6 separate regions of the Mus musculus genome follow, and all the other regions are linked to region 1. Evidence: chromatin contacts called from public ChIA-PET and promoter capture Hi-C data. All regions are on one chromosome and are shown on one strand. Each heading gives the region's core, a stretch centred on a gene start, on an enhancer-like site or on the middle of the called end of the contact. The rest is flanking DNA. Distances are from core to core; before and after follow the strand shown.

Region 1 (3,252 bases), core at 284-2,783:
CAGAACAACTGTGAAATCCAGCTGTTGCATGTGGGAGAAGTTAATTACTGTGTCTGTACTGTATTGTTTAAGCATCAATGAATTTAGCCAGTCTACTACTATAAACATTGGAATTATTTCAAGTTCTGAGTTCCATTTTAAGTAGCATTTTATATGGGTTCTTGTTAATATTACACAGAAAAATCTGAGATGAAACTGCATTTGCCTTTATTAGAAACTGTCAGTCAGGTGTGTTGTGTACATCTATAATCTCAGAAGTCCAGAGGCTAAAGCAGGAGCATTACTCGGTAATAGGGGACCCAAGTGGCCAAATGTCTCAGTAACATCAAAACCAGTAATCCTGGTAGTCAAAGAGTGAAGGCCTTTAATCCCAGCACTCTGGAGGCAGAGGCAGGAGGATCGTTGTGAGTTCCGGGCCAGTTTGACCTACACAGACAATTCTACAGGTTCTCACTATGTAGCTCTAACCTAGAACTATATACTGAGTGCCTGTCACCAAAAAAAGGTCATTCTTTGCAACTACTTTTACTTCAGAGAAACCAAAAACTAAGAATTTTGTGCCCAAACAAAACAGATACATCATTCTCTTTAAAAAAACAAAAATCAAAAAACAAAAAACTGGGTTCCACCTGAGGGTTCCAGATGAGCCACGAATAACTCGGGGATAGTCATTTTGATTGTGGAAAGATTAAGGGTCCTTTTAACTCTGCAACGGGGAGACTGAAAATCAACTAAAGTTGATGAAGACTATTCCTCCAACACACCCCAACACTTAAAACCACAGATCAAGTATTACTAATATCTGCAGTCACAACACAGAAAGGATAACTGCGGCAGTGCATCGAGGGCAGCTAAGTGTGCGTGCGCTCTGGCAGGGCATCACTATCTCTAGTCCCACACCCCAGTCCTTCACAAGTTACACAAGTTCTCATCTACTATGAGGCACTCGCACGACTGGCTATTAACCTCACTGGTCAAAGAAAATGAAGGCAAAGAGCAATGGCTCTTTGAGAAGTCACAGTGGCAACCAAAGCGGGCTTGAGACAGACCAAGCCGTTATTGCCTCCAATCCGAATCCTTGGGCTATACCTAACCCAGTGAGTACCCCACACGCCCGCACGCGCGCACCCCCACAATTTCTGCGCGGGCGCGCGCGCGCACACACAAGGTTCTTGAGCGCGCACGCATATACACACACACACACACACACACACACACACCCGCGCACACACACACACACACCCGCGCGCGCACACACACACACACACACCCGCAGCTCCTGTCCGCCAATATAAAGATCTACAAGGCCGGGAAGCCTGCAGCCTAACAAGCAAACCGAGCTGACCACCCGGAAGCGCCAGCCAACGGGCACCCGCGAACACGCAGCCTTCCTCGTGCTCACCTCCCCGCCGCCTGCCCCCGCCTGCGCTGCACAGCACACCAAGACGACCTCGCTCGCCAAAACCCCACCGAGGGGCTTCACGCCCACCGCCACAGACACAGAAGCAGCCGCCACCTCCGCCGGAAACGCCCCCGCGTCTCGGCCTACCCGGAGTGATGTCACTTCCGTTGACACAGGGCGGAGCCAAGGGGCGGGGCTCCCGGGAAATTTGAGAGCTTGGGGTAATGTTAAGGGTTGATGGACAAGGCAGCTAAGATGTTTTCTGTGTGTGAAATCTGAGTGGAGTAAGAAAGAGAATGGGAGGAAGGAACTATGCTGGCTAGTTTGTCAAATTGACACAAGCTAAAGTTATCTGAAAGGAGGGAACCTCAAATGAGAAAATGGCTCTATAAGATCTGGCTGTAAGTAAGCCTATGCAATATTTCTCTTAATTTGTGACTGAGTGGGGAGGGCCTAGGCTATTGTAACTGGGGCCCTCCCTGAGCTGGTAGTCCTGGGCTTTTTTTCCTGAGAAAAAAGGCTGTGCAAGCATGGGGAGCAAGCCAGTAACCCACACTCTTCAGTGGCCTCTGTACCAGCTCCTGACTCCAAGAACCTTTCTTGATGAATAGTGATATGGAAGTGTAGCTGAATAAACCCTTTCCTTCCCAAATTGATTGTGGTCATGGAGTTTCATCTCAGCAATAGAAATCCAAACTAAGATAAATTGGTACCAGGAGTGGGGTATTGTGAACAGACCAGATCATGTTTCGGAAGGACTTTGGAATTTTAGGCTAGAAAAGCCATGAGAGCTCAGTGAGCTGTTCTGTAGGAGACTGGAAGTTAAGAATGTTGAGAGCACTGCAGATTGCCTGGCTTGTGAAGTTTCGGAGGAAAATTTAAAGACTATTGGGGCCATTTGTTATTTTGAATTAAGATTCTGTGGTTCCAGCCGGGCGTGGTGGTGCACGCCTTTAATCCCAGCACTCGGGAGGCAGAGGCAGGCGGATTTCTGAGTTCGAGGCCAGCCTGGTCTACAAAGTGAGCTCCAGGGCAGCCAGGGCTACACAGAGAAACCCTGTCTCGAAAAACCAAAAAAAAAAAAAAAAAAAAAAAAAAAGATTCTGTGGTTCTGGCTAGGTGGGGCTGGAGAAATGGTTGCGCTTAACAAGAACTACATAGTGAAACTTTTGCCTTGCTGAGATACTCAATACTGTTTGACTAGAGGTGAGAAATTAGTGGTGCTTACGAAAAGAAAAACATTGTTGAGGTGAAATCTCTTTCATTTTTTCTTCTTGGTTTTTCAAGAGAAGGTTTCTCTATGTAGCTCTGGAACTTGCTCTGTAAATCAGGATGGCCTCTGCCTCCCAAGTGCTGGGATTAAAGGCATGCATGCACCACCACTGAGCATGGTTAAATCTTATGGGGAGTATTTCTGAGCACACCAAGAAAGAAAGAGAGAGGGTGAGGAAGGAGGGAGGGAGGAGAAAGAAAATAAGAGAAAAGAGAAGCTGGAGAGATGGCTCAGAAGTTAAAAGCATTTCCCACAACTGTCCATAACTCCAGTTCTAAGGGATCTAACACTCTCTTTTGACCACTGAGAGGACCAGCATGCTTATGGTGTACATACATACATGCAGGCAAAACATTCAATACACATAAAATAAATCCAAAAACAAAGTTAGAAATGTTTATGAGCTCATGGCTTCAAACACACTTGAGGGGTTTTAATTTATGGGAAAAAAATTTTAGTCAGTTTGTTGCTATGCAGCCCTAACTAGACTCAAACTCAAAGAAATCCTCCTGCCTGCACTCTGAAATTAAAAGCATGTGTCACCAGACTCCGTAGAAATTATTATCAATACCCAAAC
Region 2 (3,252 bases), core at 429-2,928, 780 kb after region 1:
ACCCAACTTTGTGACAACCCCCTCCCCCACCTTACATAGGCTCGAGGATAGCCTCAGATGTGTGATCTCTGCCTTCCAAGTGCTAAGACTGTTTGGCATGCTCAAGATCTTTCAATTTTTAATTTGAGACAGTCTTGCTATGTATCTTTGGCTGGCCCAGAACTCAGAGAGATTCACCTGCCTCTGTCTCCCAAATTCTGGGACTAAATGTGTCCACCACCACTCGTTTGTCTGTTTGTTTAAGAAAGGGACTGGAGTCCAGCCTCCAATTCATGACAGTGCTGTTTCAGCTCCCGGTTTGTTTGGTTAACTTTTGGTAAGATCTTGCTAGATGTGGCACAGGCTGGCCTGGCACTCACTCAGTCTCCCGTGTGTGTCATCACGACCAGCTGTTATCCTTCATAGGGAGTCAAAGTTTATGAGTTTTGGAGTCAGAGGTCTAGGAGTCATGACCCTCAAAACAGCCAAATGTCCCAACCTTCAGCAGCACTACTTTATACCAGTTAATCAGCAATAAGTAAGAACAATAGTAACCTGGAGGTAGGAAGCCCTAGCAAGATTGGGTAAATAAGGCTCTAGGGCTCCAAGAGGAAGAGGAGGTGTGTGTGTGTGCGTGCGTGTGTGTGTGTGTGTGTGTGTGTGTGTGTGTGTGTGTGTGTGTGACAGAGAGAGAAAAACAAAGAGAGACAGACAGAGACAAGACAGAGAGGCAGGGGTTTTCTATGTATCCCTAGCTTTCTGGAACTCATTTTGTAGACCAGGCTGGCCTCAAACTCATGAGATCTGCCTGTCTCTGTTAGTGCTGGGACTGAAGGAATGGGTGACCACGGCTTGGAAGGTTCTTGATATGTGTTCCACTTAGGCTGGGATCAGTGCCTTCCCAAGCATTTTGCACGACACTGGCCACACTAGGCTGGAACATCTTGCTTCTCTGTGAAGATACTTATGACCTTCCAGACGATAATCTTAGTTTCGGTTAATTTGTTGTTTGGAATATAAACTTAATGATGGGACAGACAGTGTGAATTAAAAACCACAGCAGCAATCCAGCTGTTATATTCGCTCCAGAGTTCAGCACAACTCCTGTCTTTAGTACACCTAGTTTTGCCTAATGTGGAGGGTCGAATCCTGGAAGCCTAAAGGCTATTTACCAGACCACTCCTCTCTCCTTGCTATTTGCTGCTGGCCTGGAAGGAAGATCTGGCTCCCGCGAAAGGACAAAGCAACCCAGAACCCGCCTGTGCCTAAACTTGCAACTTGTCACTGAAGAAGTTACATGGTCTTTGGCACCCCACCCCCACACTCTGGGAGCTGCGGAAGGCAGGAGGGCTCCTCTCCCTATCTTGCTTACAGCATCGGTTATCACCTGCGGGATACCAGGGTCACAATTTGCTGCCTACACCATCTGAGAACAACCCGGGAGCTGTGTTAGCCCCTAGACAGATCGAAGTACGCGTGGCGGGAAAGGAGGTTGGGAAAAGGGAGTCCGCAGCTCTGCTCCCCTGCAGCCGAGGCGGTTCTCCTAGCCTTTATAGCTCCCTCCTTGCCACTGCGCTCCGCAAACTTTCGGAGTTTTCCTGCACTTGCGTCACGGAAAAGGCAGATGGATGACCAAGTCCAGGAGGCGAAGCTCGAAGGCGGCTGGCGAGCTCCCCCACGCGGCGATCCAATCCGAGCGAGAAGCGGCTCTGGGCGCCGGCAACTGGGCTGCTGAAAGCTCGCAGCTCCCCGACTCCCGGGTCCATTTCCTGGATCCCGGCCACCGGGACTGAACCGGAGAGAGGGAGGGCGCCCGCCAGAAGGAAAGTGAGCGGAAGGCCGGCGGTGGCACCCTGGCCGCGGGAGGGCGGAGCTGTGCGGTCCCTGACCGGCCAGGACGCACGGAAGTGCGGTAGAGTTTGTTGAATTCCGTAGCCTGCTTTCCCTCCCTCATACCTCCCTCCCTCTCTCTCCACCCCTCACCTCCCCTACTGCTTTAGCCTCCTTCCTCGGAACGCCATCTCCTGGACTCCTCCCCCCTTCTCTTTTCTTTCTTTCTTTTTCTTTTTTCTTTTTCTTTTTAGTTTTTTGAAGGGAGGGTGAATGTTTGTTTTGGACTTGGCTTCCTGCTGGCAGCGCTGAAGGGCTGCGAGTGAGGGGCAAAGAGGCAAGAAGCTGGGGCTCAGCTAGTCCCTCTCGGGTCGGATCCAGAGGGCATCGCGGAGAACGAACCTACGGACGGACTGACAAACACCCGACTACGCCATCTGTTCGACAGAGCTCTATCTACTGACTGCTGTTGAGTGTTCCGGGGCACATCAGGGGCGGGGGGTGGTGATGGTGGAGGTTTCTCCTAGCGTTACTTCTGGACAGGGGTTCTGAGACTCTGATCCGGGTCAGCTTCATACTCTGAAACTGCCGAGGAATTAGGCAAACAAAAGAGGCACTGAGTGAAAGAGGCCAGAAGTTCTTTGCGCTGCTTGTCGCGCCCCCCCTTGTTATCTGGGGGCGGGGGCTGGCCATTTGCAGGGCGGGAAGAGGGCACCAGAGCTAGCGAGACGGGGTCGCACCCCCTGGGTCGAGTAGTTTTCAGCCGGTTGTGCAAGCTTTGGCCCTTGTTTTCCTGGCCTGGCTCTTTTGGAGGCCGGACACATCCACCCTTGGAATTGGTTCAGGACTCTGCTGTTATTCTCTTTGCCCCTCTTGAATTTTCTGGATTCTTGAAGACGCGGTGGCCCGGGAGGAGAGAGGAAGGAGGAAGGAGCAGATCTCCAGAAGAATGTGAGAGCCTCCCAAAGCCGGAGCCAGTAAGAACGGAGAGCCAGAGGAGGCAGAACCTTGCCTGCGTTCCTGGGACCGTGGTCTGAGGGTAAATCTCTTCTGTTGTACAACACTGTTTTAGTGGAAAGTGTGTGTCTCGTTCTGGTTCTAGCAGAGCTGCTTTCTTCAAGTCATTTGACTTTTCTGCTTGGTGTGTGAGGAGGGAGAGACCCGCTCCTTTCCAGGGGCTGCCAAGGGAGAGGAGAAAGACTGTGGCCATGACCAACCCCTCCCTGCTTACAGGCAGATACCCCAAGGCAGTTTCTGGACCATGGACACTTCTTTGACCAAAAGGCAGCTAGACAGCATCTGTGCATGCTGAGGCCCTGCCCAAAGGACTTGGTAGGGCTTACTAGACTTTGAGCTGCAAGTACATTTTTTTTTTTTTTTTTGGACACCCTGTTGAACATCCTGAATCTGGGCAAGGCATTTTCCTTCCAGTCTTGACCTAAC
Region 3 (3,252 bases), core at 468-2,967, 710 kb after region 1:
CCTGTGAACTAGGGCGTGAGAGTGTGAAACGGATCATTACCAGCATGTCTCACCTTTTCCTCTTTCATTTATTTTGTAAGGTACAAGCAGATTATGGCCATATTTGAGCACAGCTTCTGTTTGGATATGAGCAGTGCCAAGGAGAGAAGAGCAAGAGCCCAATCCGTGGGGTTCTGAATCTCATCTAGTCCGTGTTTCCACAGCTGGAATATGGGGGGGGGGGTGTAAAGTTATAAGAGCGCTCGCTAGGCTTCTCGCTTACAGAAACCCCTCAAATGATAACGCAAGCTACTACTTTCTGGGAATTTAAGATCTCAAGCTTTAAAAAGGGACAATGGAACTCCAGTGTGGGCTTCAGAAAGATGGAGACTGTCAGATGAGGTGGGGGCAGGGAAATGGGGACGAGGGTAAGAGCCTAGCCTGGGAAAGCAGAATAGGGAGGTCAAGGCCAGGGACTTGGGGAGCTAGAAAAGGAACAGATCTTTCAGGATCTGTCCAAGTAGGCCCGTCACAGCAGTCTGAAAGCCTGAAGGGCTCCTTTGAGAATCTGGGCCACCTCTTTACCAGCGCTACCTCCCCCCATCTTGGGAACGGAGACAACCACCTAGGAATCCTCCCCCCAAATGGCTTTCCTTGCCCTTGAAAACAACGGACCCTCGAGAAAAAAAAAAAAAAATGCAAACGCTTCCAGAGAGTAGAAGGGCCTGGGACAAGGTGTCCTGCAGTCATCCAGTGGGGAGCCCGCCCCAGTTCGAGGAACTTTAATATTCATTGAAATGGAGCAGCACGGACCCCCCCCCCCCCGGAAGTCTCGAAGCATAAGAATCTCAGAGCCAGGGGTCCCACGGCTCCGGGGCTGGGCTGGGCGATGGCCTGGGGCGCGGTCTCCGGCCCGGGGAGGCCAGCCCGCAGGCCTGAAATGCGAGCAGGAGCCGCTGAGGGCCCGGGGCGAGGAGCGCAGCCCGGCGAACAGAGGCCGGCCTAGGCCTCGGAGGCTCGGACACACCCACCGCTGCAGCGGCGCTTACCTGCTCCTCCTCGGGGGTCAGCTCCGGCGCCATGTCCGGCCGGGGCGCGGTCGCCGGCTCCATCCCGCCGCCGCCGGGGCAGGTCTGGTGGGCGAGCGCCAGAACCCGCTGCACTCGCGCTCCGCTTCTGTGGCCCGGCGCCTCAGCAGCTCTCGGTCGGCTCGCGCATGGTGCGAGCGCCCGGCGCCCGCGGCGGCTGCCAACGCCGCTCCTGCTGGCCGGGGAGAGCCCGCTGTCGCTCCCCGCGGAGAGGAAATGCCTCCTGTTTGCTTCACTCCTTTCCTCACGCCACCCCTCCTGTCCTGAGGAGGAGAAAGTGCGGGCGAGGAACTAACAGCAGTTCGAGGTCTGCTTGGCTTTCTTTCTTTTTTAGGAGTCCACAACTTTTACAGCCACCGCGAAGGCGCCTGGCGGGAGTTGGAGGCCGTCGGCCTTCCGAGCCGCTTAACCCCCGGGGCAGAGCTCGCCGGCGCCTCGAGACCGCCCAGCCCGGGCGTCCACGGGGATGCGGGCCCTGCGAACTGCTCCGTGGCCTCGCGGCCCAGTTCCTCAAAAGCCGCCGCGGAGACAGGGAGGGCGGGCGCGAGCGAGCGAGGAAAAGGCGTCCCCCTCCCGGCTCAGGGCCAGCGCTGCGGCCTGCGCCGCGTCCGCCCGAGCCCCCCACGGCTCCATTGAGAAACTGAGCATCTCATTCACAAACAGGAGCCGGGGAGGGCCGGGCCGGACGGGGACGTTGTCCGAGAGGGGGAGACAGAGAGGAGCTGGGAGGAGGGGAGGCTGAGCGGAACGGAGCGGCGCGGCGGGGGAGGGGCTGCGGGGACGAGAGGCGACTCCCCTACGGGAGCGGGAGGGAGACGCGACTGGGAGTTAAAAGAATCCAAAACTGCGCGAGGACCGGTGCCCTTCCCGGTATTCACGGGCGGCTTCTACCTATTCGTGGTAGGGTCTGAAAGGTTGCCTGTGAGGTCCAAGATGCCTCGGATCTGACAGATAAGCAAGGGCCGCATTTCTTTGCTCAATGAATGTATCCTGTAGTCCAGCATCATTGTAGCTAATTGTAATCGGGTACAAAGAGAGAGTGAGGAAGAGACAGAGAGAGACATCCTGTTTCAGAATTCATTCAGGAAGCCCACAGCCTTTGCAAATGCATGATTTTACTCTAGGGTAAACAGCAGAGTCTGGGTCTCTCAGGATAGGAGCATTGAGAAGGCAGGGCTGGGCCTACTGTGATTTTTTTTATCATGTTAGACCAAAGATAAGTATTCTAGAAGGATTTCAAGAAATCGGAGTGCCACAACTAGTCCCCCCAGGACTGAAGTCCAGAAAGAACCAGGGGATGGGTCTTCGGAAAAGAAAATGCTATAGGTTTTGATGCCCATCTTGGAGAACTTTTTAAAAAATAAATTATATATATTCTTAACTCCATTTTGGCACCAGTGCAATAGCAGCTTCAGGGTTACCTCTGCTAAGTTTTTTCCTTTGTGTGTGTGGAGGGTCAGGGGGCCAGGAAAGACAGAGTTTTGAGAAAGGATCTCTATGTACCCCTGGCTGTCCCAAAATTGGCTGTGTAGACCAAGCTGGCCTTGAACTCACAGAGATCTGCCTCTTGAGTGAAGGAATTAAAGGCATGTCCATGCCTCCTTGCCCCTCAACTATGTTAGTTTGTCTTTTGCCACCAGTAAAATGAACTCTACGCTGAACTCAGGAACCTACTCAGGAGTTGGTTTCAGTATTGAAACTGGAAGACAGTCTATAACAAGTCTATCTGCACACCAGACACTGCACTATGCACTGGAGTTAAAATAAGACAGTATAAGATAATGGAAGATGTATCAGGAAGTAAAATAATGAAGACACTCAGGGACTCGCGTGATGGGTCAGTGGTTAAGAATACTGGCTGACCTTGGAGTGGATCTGGGTTCAATTCTAGTACCCACGTGGTAGTATAGAACTTTTAAGGAGCATGTGATGTATAAACATACATCAGGAAAAAAAAAACACCCATACATGTTGTACTGGCTAGTTTTGTGTCAACTTGACACAGCTGGAGTTATCACAGAGAAAGGACCTTCAGTTGAGGAAATGCCTCCATGAGATCCAACTGTAAGGCATTTTCTCAATTAGTGATCAAGGGGGAAAGGCCCCTTGTGGGTAGGACCATCTCTGGGCTGGTAGTCTTGGGTTTTATAAGAGAGCAGGCTGAGCAAGCCAGGGGAGGCAAGCC
Region 4 (3,252 bases), core at 300-2,799, 580 kb after region 1:
CAGAATAGAGCATCAGATCCCATTACAGATGGCTGTAAGTCACATGTGGTTGCTGGGAATTTGAACTCAGGACCTCTGGAAGAGCAGTCAGTGCTCTTAGCAGTCAGTCCACTGAGCCATCTCTCCAACCCCCTCTGGTAGCCTTTTTACCCATGAATATATAAAAGAAAACCCCATGGAGTGAGGCAGATATATTAATACAGGTCTATAATTCTAGCTACTTGGGAGGTCCATGGTAGAGAATAACAAGATCAAGGCTACTATCAGGGATCATTCAGCAAGACCCTTTCTCGAATTAAACGGGAGGTGGGAGATGGATTAGCTCAGTGGTGAGAACATTTGTCTAGAATTTGTGGTGGTTCTGGGTTATATTAATTAAAAAAGAAGCCCAAGGAGTTTGAGATAGATTGGTTCATCCTCAGTGTTCAGTTAGGTGGGTGCCATCGAAGAGAAGAAAGTTGGATAGGGCTCTGACTTCTTTTTTTTGTTTTGTTTTGTTTGTTTGTTTTTTTTTTGTTGTTTTTTTGTTTTTTCGAGACAGGGTTTCTCTGTATAGCCCTGGTTGTCCTGGTGCTCACTTTGTAGACCAGGCTGGCCTCGAACTCAGAAATCCACCTGCCTCTGCCTCCCGAGTGCTGGGATTAAAGGCGTGCAGCACCACGCCCGGCTAGGGCTCTGACTTCTTTTAGGACCCAGTTACTGGACTTTGAAACGGAAGCTGCATGGACCAACAAAGAAATGTCTTAGTTTTTTAAAATCTATAATGGATATAAAGTGTCATCACATAGCATTACAAAGATTAAACCTGGTATGACATTTAACATTTAACATCTGGGGAATGTGAAGTGCAGTTAAAAGAAATTCATTATTCATGGGAAGATAACTTAATACCTTACTTTATATCATTTTAGAATGATTTGAAGTTTCCCCCAATACATATGTACTATACACAATAAAACTAGCTTATGAAAACTGGGGATTTATAACACTGGTGTCCAAATTCTGGTGGCTTACAACCATCTGTAATGGGATCTGATAACCTCTTCGGGTGTGTCTAAACACTGGCAATTTCCTCAGTTCCGAAATCATGAAATTACTCTGGAGACCCATTCATTCAGCTGTGGCTTCTCCAAAAACCAGGCTAATCTGTGGCAGTATCTGGCTCTAAGAGAGGACACCTCACCTGGACAGGTTCCCCATCACGCCAGACAAGGCTTTCTCCATCGCTTTCCCAGCAAAGATGAACTTCCTGGCCCACCCAAACTTCAGGGATGACCAGTTCTACCCGAAACCAGCAGGTCCACCATCTGTAAGAGAGCCATTTTGATGGGCCTAGGAGTGGAAACCCTCGGCTTTAAGATGTTCTCCATGCATGTGCAGCATCAGAGAAATGGTCAAAGAATAAAGGGAAAGGGGGAGAGGCAGCAGGGATGAAAATACTCAAGTGAAGACGCCGAAGGATAAAGGAGCTTCTCTCAGCAGAGGGCGCCACTCTGCTATCTAGCAGACTAGGGTTTGGTCGTGGGGCGGAGCTTCGCCAAACTGGGCGTTACCCACGTGGGTCCGAAGCTGTCGCCGACCTGCGCAGGGCTGAAGTTCTGCTGCACCGCCTTCTCATAGGGAAGCCTCTCGGGCGTCAGGAAGCTGGAGAGTGTCACCGAGCAGCTGTCCCCGAAGAGCCTGGGCAGGAGCAGCTGATGGGCGCATGCTCGAAGCCGCCCCTGTCCCACCCGTGAGCCAGCGGATGGCTGGGGAAACGCTCTCCCTTGGCTAAGGCCGTGAGGACTGCCTGGCAGCTCAGCAGCACAGACCAACCTCTACCGTTCGCTCCCCAGCCCCTGGCCTGGCAGTGGCGGGAACTTTGTTCCGCGGCCCGGTTGGCCACGGCCTGGGTTTCCCTCCGGAAGGGAAGGGGAGAGCGCGCGGGTGTGGTAGGCCAAGGACCACACCTGCCGCGAAGGTTACAGTCGGTGAAGTAGATCGGGGACACGAACTTCTCCACCCGCTCGAAAGTGGTGCGCCAGTGCTTCAAGAACGGCGCTGCCGCCATGGCGATGCGCCTTCCCTCCCCGGAAGATCCTTGGTGCTGCCGGCTCGTTGCACCGCTTGGAACCAAAGGTTCCGGCATCCAACCAGCTTACAGACCCGAGCAGCTTTTCTGGGAACACCACGGCTTTTGCAAGAGGCTGGCTCTGGGGAGCCTCCCAGTGAAACCCGGAAGCTGAGCCTTCGCGGTTCTCACCTCAGCCTTGCTGTCAGACAGCTGGGTAAATTATTTTAAAATACAATGGTAAGTTTGAGCTGGTGGTGTGGTTCGGTAGGGAGAGTGCTTGCCTAGGATGCACAAAGTTCACAGACCAGGAAGTGTAAATTGGAGTAATCTGCGACAATGTAGCGCCTTTGAGTACAGCCTGAGCTACTTGGTATTCTGAAGGAAGGGCTAGGGAGGGAACCCCTGGAAGGGCATGGGAAAGGTTTAGTTTTCCATTCTCTTCACTTACTCAAGCATTGGTAACTGCATAATATGAAAAGCGCAAGGCTACTTCGGGTGTTTTCAGAAATACAGAAAAGGGGCTTTGCACACCAGTAATCCTCCATTACATTACATGCATCACCGTTGCCCATTACCCCAATGTCCAGAATTTTGATCTAACGCAGGTCAACAAGTGCAAGGAAGTTTGAATGCTAACCTCCAGCTTTAACGTTTGCAGGAGTCTGGAAGAAAATAATACAGGAGGAATCTAACTAGCCTGCTTTAATGGAAATAACCAGGTTTACATTCCAAATGCAGGTTACCCAGAAAAATGATCAAGTAAGAAATATACAATGCCAATTAAAATAACTTGTCAAAACTTGAGCAAAGTCCCTTGTTTTATTGGTCACAAGGACTTTTTCTCCTAAAAGGGCCCTGAAATCTTACCCTGACCTGCAGGGAGGTGCAGTACATAGTACATAGGTAGCAACTGCCAAGGCTGCTGCTGGTCAGACCCATGCTCCCCATCCTTCTAGGCCAGCAGTCTTAAGGAAATAGAGGGGGAGAGGTGAACCATAGCTGAGGAAGCCAGACCCTTTCTTCCTGGCATGCTGCCTCAGCCACTGCCCTACATTTTCCCATTAGGCTTGATTACTTCCAAGTTTCCTTGTCCTCCTATGAGAAAAACACCCTAAAAGCAGGATATGGTGACACACACCTGTATTCCCAGAATTCAGGAGTCCAAGGCAAAATTCATGAGTTTTTTTTTTTTTTTTTTT
Region 5 (3,252 bases), core at 230-2,729, 550 kb after region 1:
CTTTTTCTTTCTTTCTTTCTTTCTTTCTTTCTTTCTTTCTTTCTTTCTTTCTTTCTTTCTTTTTTTTTGGGGGGGGGGTGTTTGTTTGTTTTTTTTTTCAAGACAGGATTTCTCTGTGTAGCCCTGGCTGTCCTGGAACTCACTTTGTAGATCAGGCTGGCATCGAACTCAGAAATCACCCTGCCTTTGCCTCCCAAGTGCTGGGATTAAAGGTGTGTGTCACCACCGCCTGGCCAAGTTGAACTTTTTCTGTGCTTGGTTGTTGTTGTTGTTGTTGGTAGTGGTGGTGTGTGTGTGCTTGTATGTGTATGTGTGGTTGTGCTTGTGTTTTATTTGGGGAAGAAGGGTGGATATGAGGGAAGTGGAGTGCATGATGTGAAACTCCAAGAATCAATAAGGAGTTTTAAAAAACAGCCAGACTTGAAGGAGATATGAGGAGGGAGGGTACTAGTAACATTCTGGGTTTGTTTGTTTTAATCTGGTTACTGGTTATGTTTACACGGGGGTGAGGGGTACAGTTTATGAAGATTCTTTTAGCTTCACCCTTACATATAATTTCCTGCACGTGCATCATATTTTTAATAGTGTCTTATTTATGTTCATTAATATATTTTTGTTTTAGTGTATAGGTGGGTGATTTGGGGTGTGTGTGTGTGTGTGTGTGTGTGTGTGAATGCCCCTGTGTGCACATGGCAGTCAGAGGTCAACATCATTTGCTAAGTGTCTTCGAGCTCCACTCCCCCACCCCTACCTGTCCAACCCGGGCCTCTTACTGTACTAGGAGCCCACAGATTAGTTTGACTAAGAGGCTGGTGAGCTCTGGGGATCCACCTATCTCTATTTACACCCCCTAGTCCAGAGTTTTACATGGGTGCTAGGCACCTGAAAGGTTTAGTGTGTGTGTGTGTGTGTGTGTGTGTGTGTGTGTGTGTGTGTGTGTGTGCTGCAAGCGTGGCCATACTTGTGTCGAGAACGATTTTTGTGAGTTGGCGCTCTCCTTCCACCTTTATACAAGGTTCCGGGGTTCGAACTTGGGTGGTACTCTAAGCCATCTGGGCAGTTTTAGGTTTGGAGTCTCACTCTGTAGTCCAGGCTGTCTTAAACTTCTGATCCTTTTGCCTCACAGCCTCTCAAGTGTTGTTATTTCAGATGCGTGCCCTCACGCCCTAGGCAGTCAGTAAGATTTTCATTAAAAAATATTTTGTCATAGTCCATAGTTTTTTATAACGGTATTGCTTAAGAAGGAAACCGTGGAACCCACTTCAATACTCGTGGATCATGGGATCCTCCCTCCAAGTAATTAATGGAATTATTTCCACCCATCCCCTTCTGTTTAGATAATCCCGGTGAAACGCTAGAGGCTGCTTGTTCCTGGAGGAATATGCATTCTCAATTGGTTACATTAACGGTCCGCCCTCCCTGTACCAGTAGGTGTCATGTGATCACAGAGTCAGCTGACCTGAGTCAAGCCGGAAGAAGCTCTGGATTGGATCTCCTGACATCATGGTGAGGGATTGGGAAAGATGGGAAGTTGGGTATCGGGCGACAAAGGGGTTCGGTGGTTCTAGGAGCTTAAGGAGACAATCTTCACTGGCGCCTGCCTGGGCGCGGCGGAACGTCGGAGTCTGCAGGCGCAGCCGCGTTTCCTCGCGTCCATCCCTGGGCCGGAGGGTCCCACCTCCCGGATTCTCAGACTCTCCACGGCCCCCAAGGGACCTCCCTGGGTCACCCACTTCCCTGACTGTCGGGTCACAGGACGAAAACATGCTTAGGACTGGTTAGGAAGCCTCTCCTCGCTTTCCTGAGCGAAGGAGTGGTTTTGGGATTGGGTTAAGCTTTCTGATTCATAATCCATTCATTCAGGAGATGCGTGTTGAGTGTCCAGCCCATACAGGCATCGGGATTCGAGCTGCAGAAGGGGAGGGCAAGTCAGAAGCAAGAATTGGCAGCCGTAGGTCTTTCTCCAACTGCAGAGGCTTTCCTGAACCGTGAGCGCAGTGTTAGGACTCTTGAAGATGCAACTCGGTGAAGGGTAATTTGTGTTACCCGGATGAGAAGCGGAGGCAGAGAAAGAATAGCCTCAGACAAGAAACAGCCGTGCAGTCTCTGAATGAGCCAGGCTCCTTGAGAGTGCCACATCCTGTCGCGCTAGAGCTTGGTGAAGATCAAGCGAGACAAGCAAAGATTAAGTCTCACTGGGACTTGGATCACTATTATCAAAATAGCGAGCATTCCCTCTGGCTGCCCAAAGTGCTTTGTTAACTAGGAGATTATGGGAAGTGGAATCTGGTGCTGTAGCTCGGTGGTAGATGTGCCCGAGGCCCTGACTTTGAGCCCCAGCACTGCCAACAAGCCTGGAAAAACCTAGGACCAGGAAGGGCCCAGCAAAGGTGAAGGCAGAAGTGGGGCTGGGGTAACAAGGAGAATCGGGCAAGTTGTTGTGGCTGGAGCATGGTAGACACTTAAGGAAAATTGCCACGGATGCAGAGAGTAAAAGTCAGAACGAGGTCAGGTGGCAGTGTGGGCAGAGTATTCACAACAGTCTGGACATAGGGGACAACAGGTGACCAGACAGTACTCATTCCTGGCCACACCTCAGCCCAACCGCCAGCCTGCCTTCCCACGTTACTCTCTTGCAGAGGTTCCGGTTCTGTGGCGATCTGGACTGTCCCGACTGGGTCCTGGCAGAGATCAGCACACTGGCCAAAATTGTTAAGTGCACTGGTTTACTTAGGGTTGGGAGGAGAGAGGCTCAGGGTGGAAGGAGGAGATTGGGACTGGGAGCTGGAAGCGGGCTGGGGTGGTGAAGGAGTCTCCCTGAGGATGGGGCCTCATGCTCTGTTACCTTGGTCACGTGGCTGGCCCTCCTTCAGCCAGTCCCCTAGCAGTGAGGGGTAAGGTTGGTCAGTCTGGCTGAGACAGGGACATCCTTTTCAGTCCTCTGTGAAGCTGCGACTGCTGTGTAGCCAGGTGCTAAAGGAGCTTCTGGGTCAGGGGATTGATGTGAGTACTGGGGCAGGGGATTGATGTGAGTACAGGAACTGATACCACTGTCCGAGAAACTTAGGGGGCCCAGGGCAGTCTGTTCTTCAGCCTCCCCGCCCCTTGGCTATCCCCTTCCTTCTTTCTAGCCCCAGCCCATTCTTAGCACAGGATCTGGGCCAGGGGCAGGGGGCTGGTGGCAGGACTCTGGTACCCACTTAGGACCGCCTTTTCCCATAGTATGAGAAGATCTTGAAGCTTACTGCTGAT
Region 6 (3,252 bases), core at 399-2,898, 540 kb before region 1:
GTGAGTACACTGTCGATGTCTTCAGACACACCAGAAGAGGGCATCAGATCCCATTACAGATGGTTGTAGCCACCATGTGGTTGCTGGGAATTGAGCTCAGGACCTCTGGAAGAGCAGTCAGTGCTCTTAACCCCTGAGCCATCTCACCAGCCCCCTAGAAACATTCTATTAGTATCTCAGACTTCAATATGATAACCATTGACATTCTATTAATAGATGTTACATCACATAATTTAAAAAATTGAGGAAAGAAAACACAAATATTTGTACACAATATAACTGATCTTGGCCTAATTTTTTAAAATATTTACTCAAAATATTTATATGAGTACACTGTAGCTGTTTTCAGACACACCAGAAGAGGGAATCAGATTCTATTACAGATGCTTGTGAGCCACCATGTGGCTGCTGGGAATTGAACTCAGGACCTCAGGAAGAACAGTCAGTGCTCTTAACCGCTGAGCCATCTCTCCAGCCCTTGATGGGCTAATTTTAAAGGCCAAGGGATACTGGTCAGCTTAGATGTATGGCCTCCACAGTCTCCAGGATGTTGGGTCTCCCTTTAGAACCCATCTCACCACAACTCTAAGTTTACAAAAGCAGGAACCTGTTACCATCCCTTTTAATCAGTTTCACATAGGAACAGAGAATAGGCACATAGGGGCCAGAAAAGTGGGTGGGAACAGACTGAAGTTAGAAGCCAAAGGCACTGGCCAATGAGAGTGTCAGCAGGTGTGTGTTTTCCTCACCCACTAGTTTCTGGATTGCTTTTTCTTGGTCAAAAAGCTAACTTTGTATCTCTTGTTTTCTTCACCACTGCTGGCCAGCTCTCCCCTTGCCTCCCTGTTGTCTACCTCTGTACGATGCACAGTCATCAGACCCATTCAACGCTGTTCTGTCACCACGGTCCTTCCACTGACTCAGAACTAACTCTGTGTCCCACAGTTACTTCTCATAGGCCACCTGCCTCAAGGTCATTCAAGAGACGCAGCTGACACGCTGTAAGAAACCCTTCACCAACTCTCAGATCATATGTAGAATCGGTCCATTTCTCACCGTATGATTCATCTCATCTTCTCTGGTATCACTTCGCAGGAGCCCCATCTTAAATCTGAAAATGGCCCTGACTACTTCCCAAACTGGCTCTCCTGTTTCAGACCTCCACTCCTTTCCAAGTGTTTGTCTCTCTTTAAAATGTCTGAGCAGCTCTGAATTCCTGGTCATTTTCTATCTCATGCTCCATTCTCAGCTGAGGGATGCCTTTCCAGGCAAACCCATCCCAGTACTGAGTCGAAGTCTCCACTAGGGTGCACTTGGGAGGCTCTCTCAAAGAGGAGTTTATTTCTCTACCTGGCTTTTAACTAGAAAGACATATAGCTGTGGAATGAGTCCAATAGCTCACAGACAGGGAAAAGCCTGTCAGCTCTGTTTCTCTCCTGGTGTGCATGCTGCGTACGTGGCCGGATCTTTCCTTGTTCTGCTAATGAGCCATGCCCGCATGCCGGGCTTGTTTACTTGCTTGTTTGGTTAACCTTTCTGACTCTACCAGAGTTACTTCCATAGCTCCCTAGTCTTTCTCTTAACTTTGGAAGGGAGATTATAGAACCAGCCTCTCCGCCCCTAGACCCGCCCAGCCCTGTCTCACTTCCTCTCGGGAGGCGGGCTCTCCTCGGGCAATCTCTCGCTCAGTTTTCTGGCTCAGATCTGAGACCCATTTCCCGCCTTCACAGACCTAATCAAGAAATGGAAACTGAACCAGTTTCCGTGCAGAAGGTACCTGCACCCCCTGGATCTCCCTGTCGACAACAGGACTCTGCCCTGACCCCCACGCCCACCATGCCTCCCCCAGAGGAACCCTCCGAAGACTATGAACACAGCCAAAGCCCTGCAGAGGTACTACTGGGTTAGAAGGTGTAGGGCTATTAGGTTTTTTTATTCGTTTACTTTGGTCGAGGAGTTGAGGATGAAGAAGGTCGTTATAGAGAAGTAAGTTAATGGGTTAGTGTCCTAAAGAGACACCAAGGTCCTGACCCTCCTGGCTGGGCAGAGGTAGAACTGATAGCCTAGAGTAAAATAGGAACAGGGGCCCGGCGGTGTGGGGCACACCTCTAATCCCAACACTTGGGAGGCAGAGGCAGGTGGATTTCTGAGTTCAAGGCCAGCCTGGTCTCTACAGAGTGAGTTCCAGGACAGCCAGGGCTACACAGAGAAACCCTGTCTAAAAAAAAAAAAAAAAAAACCGGGATGAGTTGGATTGTAACTGGGGATAGTTGGATTGTAACTCCTACTCCCTGAAGCCTTGCCTGAAGCGCCTACCTCAGATGAAAGACTATAGTCCTGTGGAAGGCCTGGCCAGGAGTCTTATTTGCTCTGGCCTGGAGCTAAAGGCATGTCCCAGACTTGGCAAAACTATAGTCGCCCTCCCTGACCCCCACACCAACACTTCCCGTTTTTCAGCTGTGGTTGCACATCCCAGGAGCAATAGTGCTTGGGATGGTAGGGCTGGAGGGAGGATGACAAGTTCCAGGCCAGCCTAGGCCACAAAGAGAGTTCAAGACCGCTGAGGGCATCACAGCAAGACCTGTTTCAAAACAAAACAAACAAACAGACAGAACCTGGCTCAGACCAAAGTGCCTGCTAAGACCAACAGGATTCACACAGCTGCTTTCTCTTTTGATTTTCATCAATTTATTTTATGTGTATGAGGTTTAGGGATTTATTTTATTTTATCTTTTGGAACACAGGGTCTCACTCTGTAGCCTTGGCCGGGCTGGAGCTTGCTTTGTAAGCCAGGCTGGTCTCAAATTCATAGAAACCACCTGCCTGCCTTCTGAGCTCTGGGATTAATGTATGCGCCACCAAGCTCATTTTCCTAAGGAAGCCTAGTTCATGGCCTTCCTGGGAGTATTGCCTCAACCTTCCATACTCACCCTGGAAGGAACTACCTCCATCCCATTATTCTTCACTCATTTTTCCCTTCACAAAAAACACAAATAAGGTCACATTGCCCTAACTTTTTATTATTAGCATTATATAGCTAAGGATTAAAAATACTAGTTGACATTTATGGGTACTTCTCTCTCTCTCTCAATCTCTCTCTCTTTTTTTTTTTTTTTTTGGTTTTTCGAGACAGGGTTTCTCTGTATAGCCCTGGCTGTCCTGGAACTCACTTTGTGAACCAGGCTGGCCTCGAAATCGCCTGCCTCTGCCTCCTGAGTGCTGGGATTAGACTTATGGGTATTTCTCATGTGC

What was found. Promoter capture Hi-C pulls out the DNA fragments that hold promoters and counts their contacts. ChIA-PET counts read pairs in DNA pulled down with a chosen protein or histone mark. Capture Hi-C pulls out chosen DNA fragments and counts their contacts.
Region 2: a contact with region 1 is called in a promoter capture Hi-C map of neutrophils, with 4 times the contacts expected there. The contact joins the promoter of Snx33 here to the promoter of Edc3 in region 1. A contact is called at or near these places in 3 of 39 promoter capture datasets (3T3-L1-derived adipocytes, neutrophils and pre-B cells), 1 of 484 Hi-C or Micro-C datasets (B cells), 3 of 115 datasets of contacts at active chromatin or transcription factors (T-cell acute lymphoblastic leukemia, pancreatic cancer cells and pro-B cells) and 1 of 9 other capture datasets (liver).
Region 3: an RNA polymerase II ChIA-PET map of memory CD8 T cells shows a contact between it and region 1, with 19 read pairs. The contact joins the promoter of Ptpn9 here to the promoter of Edc3 in region 1. A contact is called at or near these places in 2 of 39 promoter capture datasets (neutrophils and pre-B cells) and 1 of 115 datasets of contacts at active chromatin or transcription factors (memory CD8 T cells).
Region 4: a promoter capture Hi-C map of erythroid cells shows a contact between it and region 1, with 4 times the contacts expected there. The contact joins the promoter of Man2c1os here to the promoter of Edc3 in region 1. A contact is called at or near these places in 4 of 39 promoter capture datasets (erythroid cells, hematopoietic stem and progenitor cells, neutrophils and 1 more), 1 of 484 Hi-C or Micro-C datasets (B cells), 4 of 115 datasets of contacts at active chromatin or transcription factors (the 230-238 cell line, large pre-B cells, memory CD8 T cells and 1 more) and 1 of 9 other capture datasets (macrophages).
Region 5: a promoter capture Hi-C map of pancreatic islet shows a contact between it and region 1. The contact joins the promoter of Commd4 here to the promoter of Edc3 in region 1. A contact is called at or near these places in 2 of 39 promoter capture datasets (both in the C10 cell line), 5 of 115 datasets of contacts at active chromatin or transcription factors (the 230-238 cell line, T-cell acute lymphoblastic leukemia, double positive thymocytes and 2 more) and 2 of 9 other capture datasets (liver and pancreatic islet).
Region 6: an RNA polymerase II ChIA-PET map of memory CD8 T cells shows a contact between it and region 1, with 16 read pairs. The contact joins the promoter of Pml here to the promoter of Edc3 in region 1. A contact is called at or near these places in 3 of 39 promoter capture datasets (erythroid cells, hippocampal neurons and pre-B cells) and 2 of 115 datasets of contacts at active chromatin or transcription factors (memory CD8 T cells and pancreatic cancer cells).

What each region holds. Positions count from the first base shown.
Region 1 is chr9:57,706,850-57,710,101 of GRCm38.p6, reverse strand. Edc3 (enhancer of mRNA decapping 3) reads right to left here and starts at 1,533. Exons shown (of 7, transcript NM_153799.3): 1 at 1,403-1,533.
Region 2 is chr9:56,926,797-56,930,048 of GRCm38.p6, reverse strand. It overlaps Snx33 (sorting nexin 33), which reads left to right and starts at 1,678. Exons shown (of 2, transcript NM_175483.5): 1 at 1,678-3,252.
Region 3 is chr9:56,993,433-56,996,684 of GRCm38.p6, reverse strand. Ptpn9 (protein tyrosine phosphatase, non-receptor type 9) reads right to left here and starts at 1,717. Exons shown (of 13, transcript NM_019651.2): 1 at 1,029-1,717. The coding sequence starts at 1,091.
Region 4 is chr9:57,129,587-57,132,838 of GRCm38.p6, reverse strand. Man2c1os (mannosidase, alpha, class 2C, member 1, opposite strand) reads left to right here and starts at 1,549. Exons shown (of 2, transcript NR_102289.1): 1 at 1,549-2,290; 2 at 2,712-2,857. Man2c1 (mannosidase, alpha, class 2C, member 1) reads right to left here and starts at 2,062. Exons shown (of 26, transcript NM_028636.2): 1 at 1,950-2,062; 2 at 1,558-1,680; 3 at 1,184-1,307. The coding sequence starts at 2,050.
Region 5 is chr9:57,156,526-57,159,777 of GRCm38.p6, reverse strand. Commd4 (COMM domain containing 4) reads left to right here and starts at 1,479. Exons shown (of 8, transcript NM_025417.2): 1 at 1,479-1,506; 2 at 2,640-2,711; 3 at 2,938-3,003; 4 at 3,223-3,252. The coding sequence starts at 1,504.
Region 6 is chr9:58,248,182-58,251,433 of GRCm38.p6, reverse strand. It overlaps Pml (promyelocytic leukemia), which reads left to right and starts at 1,648. Exons shown (of 9, transcript NM_178087.4): 1 at 1,648-1,893. The coding sequence starts at 1,744.